Regions from separate parts of the Ovis aries genome. Here region 1 is linked to region 2. Evidence: chromatin contacts called from public Hi-C data. All regions are on one chromosome and are shown on one strand. The core of a region is the stretch at or near the end of the contact, and the rest is flanking DNA. Distances in the headings are between cores, read along the strand shown.

Region 1 (7,071 bases), core at 575-3,074, 45 kb after region 2:
AACATTTGTTGTTTTCTATTTCTTTTTTTTTTTTTTTAACTCTTTATTTTCTATTGAACTGCAGCCGATTAACAATGTTGTGGTGGTTTCAGGTGGACAGCAAAGGGACTCAGCCAAACAGGCACCTGTCTCCCTTCTCTGTTTCTTGATAGTAGTGGTGAATGTGAAGTGCTGCGTCATTGTGAACAGCCAGTTTGAACAATTAGTTAATTAGGTCAAGATGGAAGTTTTATTTCATGAGTCATAAAAATTCATCTTCAAATCAGTTGTTGTAGACACCAGAAAAATGGAGGTCCCAGATAACAGGTGTGCTACTTACCCATCAGGAAAAAAATTGTGAAGCAAATGATGAAAGTACATCTGTGACTGGTCGCTCACGTCCTGACAGTAAGGTGCAGGAATCATGGCCAAGTTCGGTGCAGACACGGCCGCAGTTCTGACTGACGGAGGCCACTTGCTGCTCTGATTTCCTTACTGCTGCAGAACACCCTTTGCTCACTTTTTGGCTTAGAGACACAACCTTTTCCCTTGGCCCCCTTTGAAGGGTCCCTTCACTGGTCATCAAAGGACGACCTTCTCTTTCCTAAGAGACCCTCCATTTATGGGCCCTCTCCCCTTGGCCTCGCAAGTGTGGGTGATAGTCCTTGGCCTCTTTGGGAGTGGGGCCGACTTCCCTCTCTCCCTGTCCGTGGAGATAAGGAGGGTCTGTGTGTTTGCCCTTCACCCTCCTTAGTGGCCCAGCTCAGGGACACTAGGTGGAAGGTCTGTGTAGTGGCAGGTCAGGAGAGCTGCGGAGGGAGGGGCTGCTCTGGTGGACTGTTTAGGTCTGGTGGGTAGGGCAGCCCAGGCACGTGGGGTGGTGAGGTTGGGCCTCTAGGGAGGGGCAGAAGGGGTCAAAGTTGACCTTGGGGGAAAGGAAAGCATCTCTTATTCTTCTGGTGCCCAGAGAGGGGCCTGGCCTTCCAGGCCTGGTGATGGGGTAACCGCGGCAGACTGCCAGGGAAGTCCTGAGGGCTTCTAGGTGTTCTAGGCAGATCAGCCTGTCCATGGGTTGTCTGAGAGGTGGCAGTGGTGAAGGGTGTTTGGGAGAAGAACTGGGGTGCATTTGGCTGCTTTTTGACTTTCTACTCTTCTCTCTTCTCAGGTTCCTGGGGGAAGCCAACATCCCCCTCCGGGAAGTCCTTGCCACCCCCAGCCTGTCTGCCAGCTTCAATGCCCCCCTGCTGGACACCAAGAAGCAGCCCACAGGGGTAAGTGTCCACTGGCCTCTGTATTCAGCTGGTTTCTGTCAGAGGCCTTGCTCTCTGACCCCAGTCATGTGTCAAGGTCCAGCCCCCAGCACCCAGGCCTAGCTCACCCTGATTGAAGCTCTGGGTGCCCAGGAGGGGCCCAAGGGTGGCTAGGATAGGAGGGGCAGAAGAGGGAGCTGGGCCCCACCAGCAGGGCTCCAGCCAGCCTTGCCTCATACCAGTCTGCCCCGGGTCACCTCCTGGGGTTGGTGTTTCACTGGAAACCTGGTGCCTTCCGAAGCTTCCTGGCGGCCTTGCTTACAGCGCCCCAATCTTCCTGGTAGCCCTTCCTTACCGTCCAGGCCCTTCTCCGGGTCTGGAATAGCTGAGTCATCTGGGTCACAGATCACAGTGGGAGGGAGGTAGACATCCCCCTCCCCTGCCCGCCGGGACCTGTCCGACCCCCTTCCTGTCCTCCACTGCTCTTCCTGTTCCTCCCCTAGCCTTTCAAGTGTTCTCCTAGCCCTCCCAGACAATTCCCAGCCCTCGTCCCCAGCCTTCCGATATTTTTAGTGAGCTAAATATACCCTGCGGGGTCCTTTCTTCGTGGTCAGTAGAATTCCTGACCTTTCCTCTGGGTCAGCCCCACCTCCCAGGATGCACTGGGGAGTCAATCGATTTGGAAATACTTCCTCTCAGTGGGGTCCTGGGGAGTCTCTCAGAGTGTGGCCACCTTGCCGGGTGGAGTGTGTGTGTGTGTGTGTGTGAGGCTGGGGGCTCTTGGCTGGCTTGGTGAGTCAGGAAGTGGCTGGTCTGGGCAGAGCTCTAGAGAGTGGAGCACTGCTTGGAACTGGGAGCTGGAGGAAGAGAGTGAGTGACTGAAGTCACGTGGTGAATCGGCGTCCAGATGGGGACATGAATCAGGGGGTGTGTCTCCCGACTCTCAGCGGTTGAAGGGACTTGAGTGGACTCTGGGGTCACTGCCCTTCTGATGCTGGAGTTTTCCCCAACCGTGTCTCAGGCTCCTCAAGGCTGGGATTCTTCTCTGATGGGGAAATGTCTCTTAGAGAATCCATCCCTTTCTCAACAGTGCTCACTGGTAGAACATTCTGGTCCGTGCAGGGTGTATCGCCTGCTGAATCCCTTTTGTCCTCCCTCAGAGCTCTTCAGGAAGAGCTCTAGGGCTTCTGAGACTTCTGAGCTGCCCCTTCCAGGGGTCCTGAAGATGGCCAGGGCAGGCTCCGGAGACGCAGAGCACTGATGGAGGAGTCAAGGAGGGCATCGAGGCAGCAGGGGACACAGGTGCTTGGAGTCAGGGGATCTGCCTGGTGCTTTTCCCCTGCTCTCAGGGATGGGGGTTGCCCACTTTGCCATGTGTCAGGCCCCCAATGCCTCCAACCAGAGTCTTTCGCTTCCTGACTGAGCTGCTCAAACCTCTCTTCTCTCACACCCTCTATGCATCTGTGACATTGGTGTTTCCTGCCAGCCTGCCTGCCCCTGCTCCCCTCCAAGCTCCAAGGCCCCCCAGCCCCTGAGACACCGACCATGAGGCTGAGCCTGGCTGTGACTCCCCGGCTGCCTCACCTCTCCTCCTCTCGCTGTGGTCTGGCACTCTGTCTGCACTTCCTAAGCAGCAGCAAGGAGCTGACTGCCTTCTCTTCCCTGGGCTGGGACTCCTGGCTGTCTGCGGAGCTTGCCACTCTGTCCCAGACCATGTCTCCAAGAAGGGGTGTGAGAGCCAGAAGGTGACGGGTGGGAGTGGAACACAGGGTCCAGGAGGTGGGGTAAATTAGGTTCCTGGACCCACCTCCAATGTGTGGGTGTGTGGAGGCTTCTCCATGCTGGTGCAATGCCCAGGGACCAGCTGGGTAGCAATGATTCAACTCAGTTCTGATGCCATCTACCTGGCTATAGCAGCAGATCCCGTGGGTTAAGGGCTCAGGCCTGCCCCCGCCGCCTTTCAGATACTAGTGGGCAAGTCCAGGCTGTTATCTGTGCTTCTAACCAACTGGCTATAGATCAGAGGTTCCCAGGACCTCCTCCTCAGGTTCAGGGACTTTGCCAGAGTGGCTTACAGAACTCAGGGAAACATTTTACTTGCTAGATTATGGGTTTATTATAAAAGGATATATCTAAGGAATAGCCAGACAGAAGAGACACCCAGGGCAAGGTCTGGGGAAGAGCACAAAGCTTCATGCTCTCTCCAGGAGCACCATGCTCCCCAGTGTCCACCCAGAAGCTCCCTGAATCACATCCTTTCGGGGTTTCATCGCATAGGCATGATTGATTAAATCACTGGCCATCAGTGATTGATTCAACCTCCAGCCCCTCTCTCATCCTTGGAGGTTAGGGGCAGGACTGAAGTTACAACCCTCCAGTCACAGGTTTGGTCCTCCTGGCAATCAGCTCCATCCTCAGATGAGGTCCAGAAGTCACCGTATTAACATAACAAGAGATAACTGTTGTTACTTTCAACAGTTAGGAAATTCCAAGAGTTTGGGGAACTGTAAGCCAGGCAGTGTGGACAAAGACCAACTATATATGAAAAATATACTTTGGTCGTCTCAATGACCCAATATGTGTCTTATAAATCACAGTATAAACTGGGACCTCCTTCCCTTCAGCCCAGGAGGTGGCTCTGGCCTGTGGAGAAGGTCTGGGACCAACCTCTAGCCCCTGTGATAGAGCTGAGTTCCACGGCAGCCCCAGGCAGGTCCCGACACCCCCTGAACTGGGACTCCCCACCCTGGGCCACAGAGCAGGGAATGTGGTCAGAGGGACGGAGAGCCCCGTCAGCAGCTGTGGATTCTCACTGGTCATTTTCTGAGGTCGATTTCTGGGCTGAGTCTGGCAGGCAGAGCTTGCCAGACATCCCCAGTTAGCTGTGGCTCAGATGATCTCAGAGGGCCAGAGGAAGCTGCTGATGGTGTGAGGGGAGATTGTGATGCTGACTGTGGGATCTTTAGGAAACCAGCAGGACTGAGGAAGAGGAGGAGGGGCCTGCAGTGGGCTGGCCTGTGGGCTCCACCTGCCTGTCATTCTCACCCAAGTCCCTTCAGATGTGGCACACTGGGCTGCGTGCCATGAGAAGATGCCAACTTTATTCAGACGCCTCTAGCCAGAAGTGGAGAACACGGCCCTTATCTTGGGGGAGTCTCCAGGCCCACGAGGGCACTGGACACACATGAAGGAAAGCAACAAATGTGTTTTGAGAGCAGCTTACTGATGAGGGTGTGCCGGGGTCCAGCCCCGGTGGATCCAGGATGATTCGAAGGTGGGGACGGAGTCGGCGTCTTTGGAAAAATACATATTTAATCACAGATAGAGAGAGATTAGAAATGGATAGTGTAGTAGGAAGATTAGTGGAGAAAAGGAGGCTGAATAACTTGGACTACTTGGAATAGCATCCATGCTCCAGATGGGAATTCAGCCAGAAAAACGGGAGCAAGAAAGAAGCGACATGGGGGAATCAGTCTTTCCGGAAACTGATCCCATTTCTTTATTTTTGGGTTTGCTTATATACCTTTTGTTACACATAGGGATGAATACAGAGTCACGTGGGGGTCAGCAGTCCTGACCTTTATCAAAATCAGGTGCTTCACATAAATGTATTAAAAAAAGGTCTTAGGGATATTACATCATCTTCTGGCCATGAGTGAGACCTGCTGACATTTTATGATCCTTTCTTTCTGATAACCAAAAAACTTATTTTTTCCATGGGTGTTTTTTCTTAAACCAGGCACCACCCTCCAAATAAAGTTGCATTCCTATAAGGTGAGGGTGTAGTGAGTTACAATCAAGAAAGGAATTTATTCAACCCAAGGTTAACATGATTAGTCTTAAAGGTTAATACTTATTTCTTCTATATGCTTAAAGGTTAATACTTATTTCTTCCTATATGCTAGTTATATTCATTATAAGGGTAGGGAACATGGAGATTTAGCAGCAAACATCAACCCAACAAATGAAAATCCTTTCACCAATGCTCCCCTTTAGTCTTAAGATATGATAAAGTTACATTTTTACATAGCAAGGACACAGTGATTTATAACAAAGTACAGTGATCTATTACAAAAGAGAAAATCCATTAACTCAAAAAGTCTAGTATTGCTAACATCAAAAACTACCATATTTCCTTTGCTATATTCCAAATACATTGATTAATATATTCCCAGGTGCCTAAGGATATGGAGGCCTGGCGGCAATCATTGACTCAACAAGAAGAAAAAGCCCTATGCTAATTAAGACTCTCAAAATACTCCAAAACTCTCTGTGCTGTTTATGGTTGAGAGGTAGCAAACAATCATGTGCCTAGTGGCGGCAGTAAGGATAATCCTGTCACACAAGCTAGTCTGTCAGCAGAGAGGTTTGACCTGAGACATCCTTGTCCCACCCAGAGCAGGGAATTAGCAGCAATTATTGACACAACAAATGAAGAGACCCTTCACCAATATAATTCCTAACCAACTATACTAATAATTTTAACTCCCCAAAATAATTTGCCTTTAGTAAGTCTAAAACATCTCGTGCCTCTCAGGTTGGGAGGCTGCAAGCAATCACATGTGGCCGGACAAACCTATACAGGTGGGCTAGATAACCTTCAGAGGAGTCCGTAAGCTGAAACACTCTTGTCACGCCCAAGAATTTTTATTGCCTTGGAGCTGCACGTTTACTCCTTCTCAGAGAGAAATGGCTATGGGGGAGAGCCCCCCGTAAAGTCAGAGGTGTAGGTGAGAGCATAAAACAGACTCTGGTTTTGGGGTTAGATGCTCGGGAACAGGGGGTTTCCTGAGGCTTGATCACGCCTTTGCGTATGCCAAGCCTCCTTCCTCATGACCTTTGCCATGGGCGGAATTCCTCACGCTGGCCCCCGGCAAGGGTGTGGATGGTACACCATGAAAACCATGTCAGTAGCTCCTCAGCCTTACAAGCTAGAGTCTGATCAGAAAGGGAAACCCGCTGGGTGAGAAGAGCGTGTGAAACCCAGTGGCGGGGTGGGCCGGGGAGCCAGGTGGGCCCTCTGTGTTGGGGCAGGCACTGAGGTGCTTTGGTGAATCCCTGAGTATCCTTCAAGTGACTGACGATGCCGCCGGCCACCCCTGCCTCAGCTCAGGACCGCATCTTACCTTCCTGCCAGCTTCTGGGTGTTGTCTGAGGGAGAGGTGAGTGTGGTCCAGGCGTGTGAAGTGTGTTGGGAGCGGTGGGGGTGGGAGGGTCCAGGGTTGGTCTTCCTAAGCTCAGGGCTGGAGAGCTGTGGCCCAGGAAGCAGGCGGTGAGCAGTGGGGCTGAACATGGCAGGGTAGGCGAAGGGCCCGGGAGCTGGGGCCTGTGACCTGTAGGAGGATCTGATGGGGTTGTCTGTCTTTTTGCCTTTCCCGGTGTCCTGGTTTCCTGGACCCTCTTAGCCTGTGGGCCAGACAGGACCGTCCAGAATTCTGTGGCGGTGTTGACTGAGCCCCAGATGGCAGACGTGGGCGACTGAGGTCACCTGCTCCAGGGCAGCATGCTCTGATGGACACGTGACTGAGTGATAATGGCCTTGGGACAGGATGCATGTGTGCTGGTGCTGGGGCTGAGGAGCTGAGGGGCAGGGCTGTCCCATGGAGTGCCTTGATATGGAGGGCCTTAAAGAGGGTCCTACTGGGGGCTGTGGGCCAGGGTCACTGTCTAGGAGAGCATGGGGCTCACATATATCCCACAGAAAGAGAACCTCAGCTCTGGTTATGTCTGGAGAAGGGGACAGGCTATGAGATATGATGTCCCAGTGAGGGTGGGAGGTTCTGACCCTGAGTGAGGCCCACAGACAGGCCCCGTTTCCTTTAACTCTCAATAGAGCTAGAGA
Region 2 (7,217 bases), core at 4,307-6,806:
GCCACTTTGGCGCTCCTGCCTCTGTTCTCAGGGGCCTTGCCTCTGATGACCACTCAGCTTGAACCAGATTTTCATCTGCCTTCTCTGACCACACTCCCACCTCCCAACACCTCCCCACAATACACACACACACTTTCCCCAGACTTCACAATGCTCCCACCCAGACCAAGTTCAGAACCCTAGTAAGAGAAAGGAAAGAATGAAGAATGGTTAATGAATGGGGAAGCATTTTCTAACCCTGGAAGTGCTTTACCCACCGGAAGTCCCTCTGGCATGGTTCCTCTCCTGTCGTAATTTCCTACTACTGCCCCAGGGCTGTCTGTGGAGCAATCGCTCATCCTTTATCCTCCTCCCAAATGAGTCCCGCCCCCCATCTGTCTGCTGTCAGTCTGCAGTCCTCCCCTTTGTCTGCAGCCGGCTCCTCTGAGGGGGTCCCCCTTCCCTGGTGGTAAAGGAAGTATGTTGTCTGTGCTGACTAGGAGTGCCCCCAGCCTTCAGAGGGGGCTGTCTGGATGCCCCAACTCCCAGCCATCACAGTCACTGCCAGGCAGTCATGGGGAGCACAGGCCCTCCCTCCCCCAGGCTTGGCCACAATCCACCTCCAGTGTGTTGGCCAAGCTCTTAACTTATGTCCAAATTCGGCCTCCCCGCAGCATCAGGCCAGCTCCCCCTCCTCCTCCCAGCCAGGGACAGTTGCTAAATGATTACACAGAAGGCTCTGTTCTCAGGGACACACTACTCAGAGCAGAATGCCCTTCTGGGAAGCCTCCCCTCACCAACTGGCTGAGAACTGGCCTTCTCAGACCTGTTAGGTTTGGAAACCATGGACGCCCCTTCCTTTGGCTACCTGTTTGGAATATCCTGTTATTTAACAGGTGCCTCCATACGTGCCTAAATTCACTTCCTGTTCACAGTAGCTTTGTGAGGCCATTGGGCAGGGATATTATCCCCTTTGACAGATGAGCAGAGCAGATAGGCCCAGAGAAGTGCAGGGGCCTGGCCAAGGTTACACAGCGGCCAAAGCACCCACCACACCACCCCTATCATCATGCCGTCTGTTGTTCTCAGCGTCTGTGCTCATGAATAAGAAAGTGCTTTGAAAAGCATACCATGCACTGCCCACACACGAGGCACCCTGGACCCGAGCCAGAGCTAGGGAGGACTGTGCGTGGGGTACCCGGGCTGGGCTGAGTCAAAGTGGGGGGAGTGCCAGGCTGCAGGGAGTGCAGTGCATGACAAATGACCCAGAGATGGGGGATTCCGATTCTGAACCTATTATATTCATCGCAGTGAGAGAGAATGGTCATTCATTAAGCACAATGTACTATTTTCAGACGCTGTCTCTTTAAATCCCACAACAATCCTATGAGATGTTCTTAGCTGGTACTGTGCTTCCTAGGTGTAAGCTCTGTTCTAAACAGAGCTCACTTACTATGAGCTCTATCATGTTCAAGTTGTTCAGTTTGTACCAGGCCCTTATATGTAGATCCTTAATCCTTCTAGCAGCCATGTATGGTAGTAACCATTATCACCCACACTCTACACCACACAGAAGTCATACACTAGTCATTAGTGGAGTCAGGATTCAGGCCCACATACTCTGGCTCTGGAACCCTGTTGTCTTTAACTGCCCTACCATTTCCCTCTGGCCTTAGCTCTGGTTTACAGAACCCGGCTCTGGCTCACACCCTGGAGCCCCGTCTCCGTCTGCACGTCCCCTCACACCTTGTCCCTGCTGCCACCGGCTCTCTTTCTCTCTCGGACTCTGACGTCCTCGATCTCATTCTCTGGTCTGAAGGATGCTTTCTTATCTCAGAGGGGTCTCTGCCCTTCTGCATCTCGCAGAACCAGTCACCGCTTGGTCCAGGGTGCTCCCTCTGGGCAGAACTCTTGTGCTAGGCCATTTCAAGCCTTCTGTTAGGTCTGTGGTGGCTCTTAAGGGTCTGATAAGCTGAGGCTAGGGTCATGCATCCTGTGGCACTGAGGTGGGCAGCCTGCAGTGGGGGTGGCAGGCTCTTGGGGGGCTCTGGGAAGGGAGCACTGTAAGCTTAGGCCCTAGCTTAGCCATCCATTGTGGGGGGTGGCACTCAGGAGTGAAGCCTCAGTCACATTCCAGTGGGCTAAGAGCACTGAACAAGAGTGAAAGAAGGATGGTAGCCGAGAGTATTGGCTGTAGACCCAGACTACCTGGGACCTTGGGTGTGGAATTCCAGCTCTGCCACTTTGCAGCGGCGTGTGTGTCTTTGGGCAAGTTACTTAACCACTCTGTGCTCGGTTTCCCCACCTATGAAATGTTGATAATAATAGTACCTGTTTTGGAGGGATGATTCTGAAGGGTTTATGTGTTAATCCATATAAAACACTTTGAATAATGACTGGCACATAAATACACATTAACTATTTCACTATTATAATATATGATTATATATATATTTAGCTCAGACAGTAAAGAATCTGCCTAAAATGCAGGAGACCCAGGTTCTATTCCTGGATCGGGAAGATCCCCTAGAGAAGGAAGTGGCAACCCACTCCAGTATTCTTGCCTGGGAAATCCCATGGACAGAGGAGCCTGGTGGGCTATAGTCCATGGGGTCCCAAAGAGTTGGACACGACTGAGTGACTAACAACATTCTAATTATTATTATGGTTAACATGTATTGTACATATACCAAGAAATCATTGCACACATCCAAAAAGTCTTTCACTATCTTTTTGGCCTGGTCAGTCCTACCACCAGCTCTGTTGGTTCATTTACTGTCCAATCAGACTGGGCACACTGTGCTGAGTGGTGAGTGGCCTTCCCTTCAGCCCCAGGGGACTCTGGCCCTGTCTCCTCTGGGAGCCTTCCCCAGGGCAGTCCTTTCTGAGGCCAAGGCATTTGTCTGCTTGCCTAATGGCTGGCTCTGGCCATCAGGCTGGCTGGCCCTCCCCATCGGACTGGATCTTTCTTGGAACGAGCATCCCTCCTGTGACTCCCTGGGCCCACAAACCTTCTCAGTCTCCCTCTCCAGGCCCAAATCTCTCTCTTTCTTTTCTTCCTGCATACTGGTCTCTCCCCAGATTGGTTCATTAGGCTGAAATTATGCATCTCCTGTGAGCCAGGCAGGCTCTGGGCTGGAAGCCCTGGTGTTTGCTTTAATCATCCCAAGAGCTCTGTGAAGTAACATTCTCTTGATTTTACAGAAGTGGAAATAGACTCTCAAAGGTCAGACCTCATGCCTTGGGACACACGGCTAGAAAAGCGAGGGCTGCGATGGACGCCCAGGGCCATCTAGTTGTTCCTGCAATGGGCTATTCTTCCCAGGCAGTCAGCCATGTGATCATGGCCATAACCAGAATCATTGCCCGACACCCCTGGCAGACACCCCTGGCAGACATGTGTGGGTGCCCCTCTAATCCCAGCTGGTTGTATCGGGATATCCACGGGACACAATTTCTTCAATGAATGTGGAGGTGGGGCAGAAGGATGCACGAGACTGTTCATACTCCTGTGAGTCTTTGGACTTGGACACATGTGCCCTGAAGAATCCTGGAAGCTCACATGCAGTGTTCATTTCAAGGTTGGTGTTATTGGAAGCAGAGGGCAAGGTTTATTTGCTTCCTGGATACCCTATGTGAGGCCTTGGGGAAACACAAGCCCAGACATTAAGAGAACTGAGCTAGAGGAGACCAGTGGACCAAGAACAAGAAGGGGCTCTCCTTGAAGTAACTCCTCTTGACTGGCAGGTAGGAAGGACCCCAAATAGGGGACAGAAGAGGGTCATAAGCCCACATCCCCAGGGGAGCATGGCAGGTGGTATAACTAAGGCCAGAGGGAGGAGCATATGCTTATCTGGGTGAGTGGTGGTGTAGGGCGAGCTGAGACGCGCACTTCCAGCCAGAGGTGCCAGGTAATCAGCGTTAGGCAGAAAATTAGGGCTCCTGTGCCAGGTGTTCTGATTTTTCAAAGGATGCTATAATTCCAGATCTCATAATGTTTAAAGTACAATTTTGTCATAAAACATTGTGTTGATCAAAGACAACAGGTCTCTGTGCTGGGTGTGTCCGAGGAGACACCAGTGGCAGCATCTGATGGTGTTGTGTTTAATCCTGGAGACTTGGTCTGCGTCTCTTCAGGGAACAGGCAGCCAGCCTCCTCACTTGAGATGATCAGGCAGCACCTATCTGTGACTATACCATTGGGACGGCAGGGGTGAGCTTTAGTCCCCTCCCCTCTTACCTCTGTTAGCTCTGAAATGTCATTGTGGTTAACATGAAATATTAAGTAAAAACTGGGCTTGCTATGCAAACTCAGCTTCAAAACAGGTCCCCTTCAGGCAGGAGATAGGCCCCAGGCTGAACAGCTAGATTTTGTCTGCTGTGGACAGATACCCCAAAACAGCAGGAGGGAGGAGAAGCAAAGCATGACTAGATAAGAGATCAAAGACCACATATTCCTCATTCTTAACATCAAGGACACCTTCCCAGTTACACATGTGCAGAAAAGCTCCTTGGAGGTCAAAAAGGGAGGGGCCTCCACCCCATAGTAAGTGATGTCAACCTACCCATAGGCCTCTTGGCTAGAACCCATCTTGGCTTAAGAGATGCACACACACATGGGAGGACCCTGAGATAAACCAAGTACGGATCAGAACAAGGCAGAGCAAGATGACTGGCTACAGGAAACCCAGAAGAAATGCCCCATAAAAGCAATTTAAACTACCGTGAGGGTGCGGCTCTCTCAGCCTGCTTGTGTGTCTGTCCACATGTACTCTTTTCCCTCCTTGTAAACACTGTTTCCCTACTTTGTTTCTTTGTAGAAATTCATTTTCCACAAAGCCATATGGGCCAAGGTCGTTTCAGTGGCCAGTGGTCTAGCGGCCAGGACTCAGAGCTCTCATTAATTACTGTAGCCTGACTTCAGTCTCTGACTGAGAACCGAAACCCTGCTTCAAGCCACTGTAGGTCAAGAACACCTTTACCCACTTGCTCCCCAATGGGGACTCCTAAGCCGGCCCTGTCGCCTTTGCAGTGGGGCTGGAGTTGTCTAGGGTGCTGAGGAGCTGCCCTTACCTGGGCCCTTAGGTAGGATGCACATTTGGCCGTTGGTTAGCAAACCTTAACTGATGCGGGGGGCGGGGGGGGGCATGCATGATGGTCACTCTCATAATGGTTGCTGCGTAGGCAGCCCTGACTGGTAACGTTCTGACCCACTGGGCTGCCCAGGCCTCCGCATCCTTCTGTCCTGTTTCTCTGCTATACCTTGTGGTCCCTTTGACAACATGGTTGGTGTGGTGGACATTGTGCTTGGCTCTCCAGTGTCCTTTCCATACCATGATGAGGCTAAACCAGTGGTTCTCAAAGAGGATAGTACTGCTCCCAGCGGGTATTTTGGATATGATGATTTGGGATATGTTTCCACTGCAGCCTGGGCAGGACAGCATTAGCCTTCCTGTTCACTGAGGCTTCCCTGGTGGCTCAGAGGGTAAAGAATCTGCCTGCAATGCAGGGTAGAGAATCTGCCTGTGCTTAAAGCTAAAGCCGGGGTGTGAGTCAGTCATCTTCAGCTAGGCGAGTGCTGTGGTCTGAGCAGGGGCAGCCGGACAGTGGGAATAGACTGAGAAAAATGTGGACCACCGGAGTACTGCTCATTCTTCCCACTCTGCTGTGCTCTTGTACCAGGGGTCTGATCAGGCCTATGTCTGCCTCCTTCCTGAGGAGGCCAACGAGCCCATCTGAACAGCCTTCCTACAGCAGTGTCTCACTCCAGGTGGCCTGATAGAAATTCCAGACCAGTGTCGTCTCCTGGCACATTGATGCAGCGGCCAAGTGTGCTGGCACTGGGGCTGCCACAGTTGGTATGAGTGGTCCAGGGGCCGGCATTGGAACAGTGTTTGGCAGCGTGATCCTTGGCTATTCAAGGAACCCATCTCTGAAGCCGCAGCTCTTCTCCAGCGCCACTCTGGGCTTTGTCCTGTCTGAGGCTATGGGGCTTTTCTGTTTGATGGTCACCCTCCTCATCCTCTTCACCATGTGAGGCTCCATGGAGGTCACCTACCCGCCCCTGCTGCTTTGACTCCAGGCCATGCTCAGTGCTGCAGTGTGCTAACTTTTACCGTTAAACACAATGTTTCTCTTAAAAAAAAAAAAAAAGCAATGCAGAAGACCCAGTAAGATCCCTGGGTCAGGAAGATACATGGAGAAGGAAATAGCAACCCCAGTATTCTTGCCTAGAGAATTGCATGGACAGAGGAACCTGGCAGGGTTTGCAAAGAGTAACCCAGTCCATGGCTTTGCAAAGAGTAACCCAATCCATGGGCTTGCAAAGAGTGGAACACAGCTGAAAGAAGAACACTTTCCTATCGTATAGGTCGTCACTTGGATTCCTGGCCACATCTAGCTATGAGGGAATTCTGGGAAATGTAGTCTATCTATGTGGGTGACCATGTGTCCAGGTTGGAGTCCTTGGAACATTTCTGTGGAAGGAGGGGAGAACGACTTTGAGGGGGCAAGTGGAGATCTCAGCACACTGTCCACAAGAGCTACATTCCTGATGCAAGTCCCCTTGGGAGGAAGCCCCCTTGAGGTTTTGGCTCCAGGATGACATCTCCAAGGGATCAGTCAACCATCCAATCAGGGAGAAGTGAAGTTGGAAGTTGGGATGGGAAAAGAAGCCTCAGGAAGTGTCCAGGGCCCATGCCACCAGCTGCTGTTTTTCTGGTGTGCAGAGCAAGTGTGTGAAGACACTGTTCCTCGGACATAAGCCAAGTGTTTGTAAAAGTTCCACAGATTTCCTATGCTGCCTCTGACCCATTAGAGCAGGTCTGGGGGGCAGGGTGTAATGTGCTGGGGAAAACAGCAAAGGCAGGAATCACTGTGATGGTAAAAAATATCCCTAGTCATCATATCCAAAATTCCCCGTAGAGGGCAGTAGTATCCTCTTTGAGACCTGCCTGCCTAACCATATCCTAGGGTGGAAGGGACACAGCCAAGTACAATGTCCGCCACACGAACCCCAGGCTGGCCCTTGCTTGCACTGGGAACATCTGGCTGCCTGAGACAAACTTGGTCTCTTCCCCCAGCGACTGACTTCACCATCTAGCTAGACATCAAACCAGCAATTAAACAAATAGGTATTGCTTACAATTGGGATGAGAGCTAAGAAGGAAAAGTGCTGTTGTGCAGTGGTTTGCCAGAAGACCCAACCTAGATCAGGAGGTCAGAGGCTTCTCATGGAA

Evidence for each region. Hi-C and Micro-C count contacts between places; a contact is called where the count stands out from the background.
Region 1: a Hi-C map of liver shows a contact between it and region 2, with 1.7 times the contacts expected there. The contact joins the enhancer-like site here to the promoter of LOC114113945 in region 2. A contact is called at or near these places in 8 of 16 Hi-C or Micro-C datasets (hypothalamus, liver, mesenteric adipose tissue and 5 more).

What each region holds. Positions count from the first base shown.
Region 1 is chr3:93,394,542-93,401,612 of ARS-UI_Ramb_v3.0, forward strand. It overlaps DYSF (dysferlin), which reads left to right. Exons shown (of 57, transcript XM_060412345.1): 4 at 1,145-1,250. Among named protein-coding and RNA genes, the nearest start is that of DYSF, 54 kb to the left of the region's middle. Within about 2 kb of position 1,825, at least 6 of the 54 cell types and tissues checked have an H3K27ac peak or open chromatin away from gene starts, as enhancers often do. A contact at or near this core is called in liver, where this site is marked.
Region 2 is chr3:93,346,207-93,353,423 of ARS-UI_Ramb_v3.0, forward strand. LOC114113945 (ATP synthase F(0) complex subunit C1, mitochondrial-like) reads left to right here and starts at 5,557. Exons shown (of 1, transcript XM_042246336.2): 1 at 5,557-6,016. The coding sequence starts at 5,606. The coding sequence ends at 6,016. All of the region lies in intron 1 of DYSF (dysferlin), which reads left to right.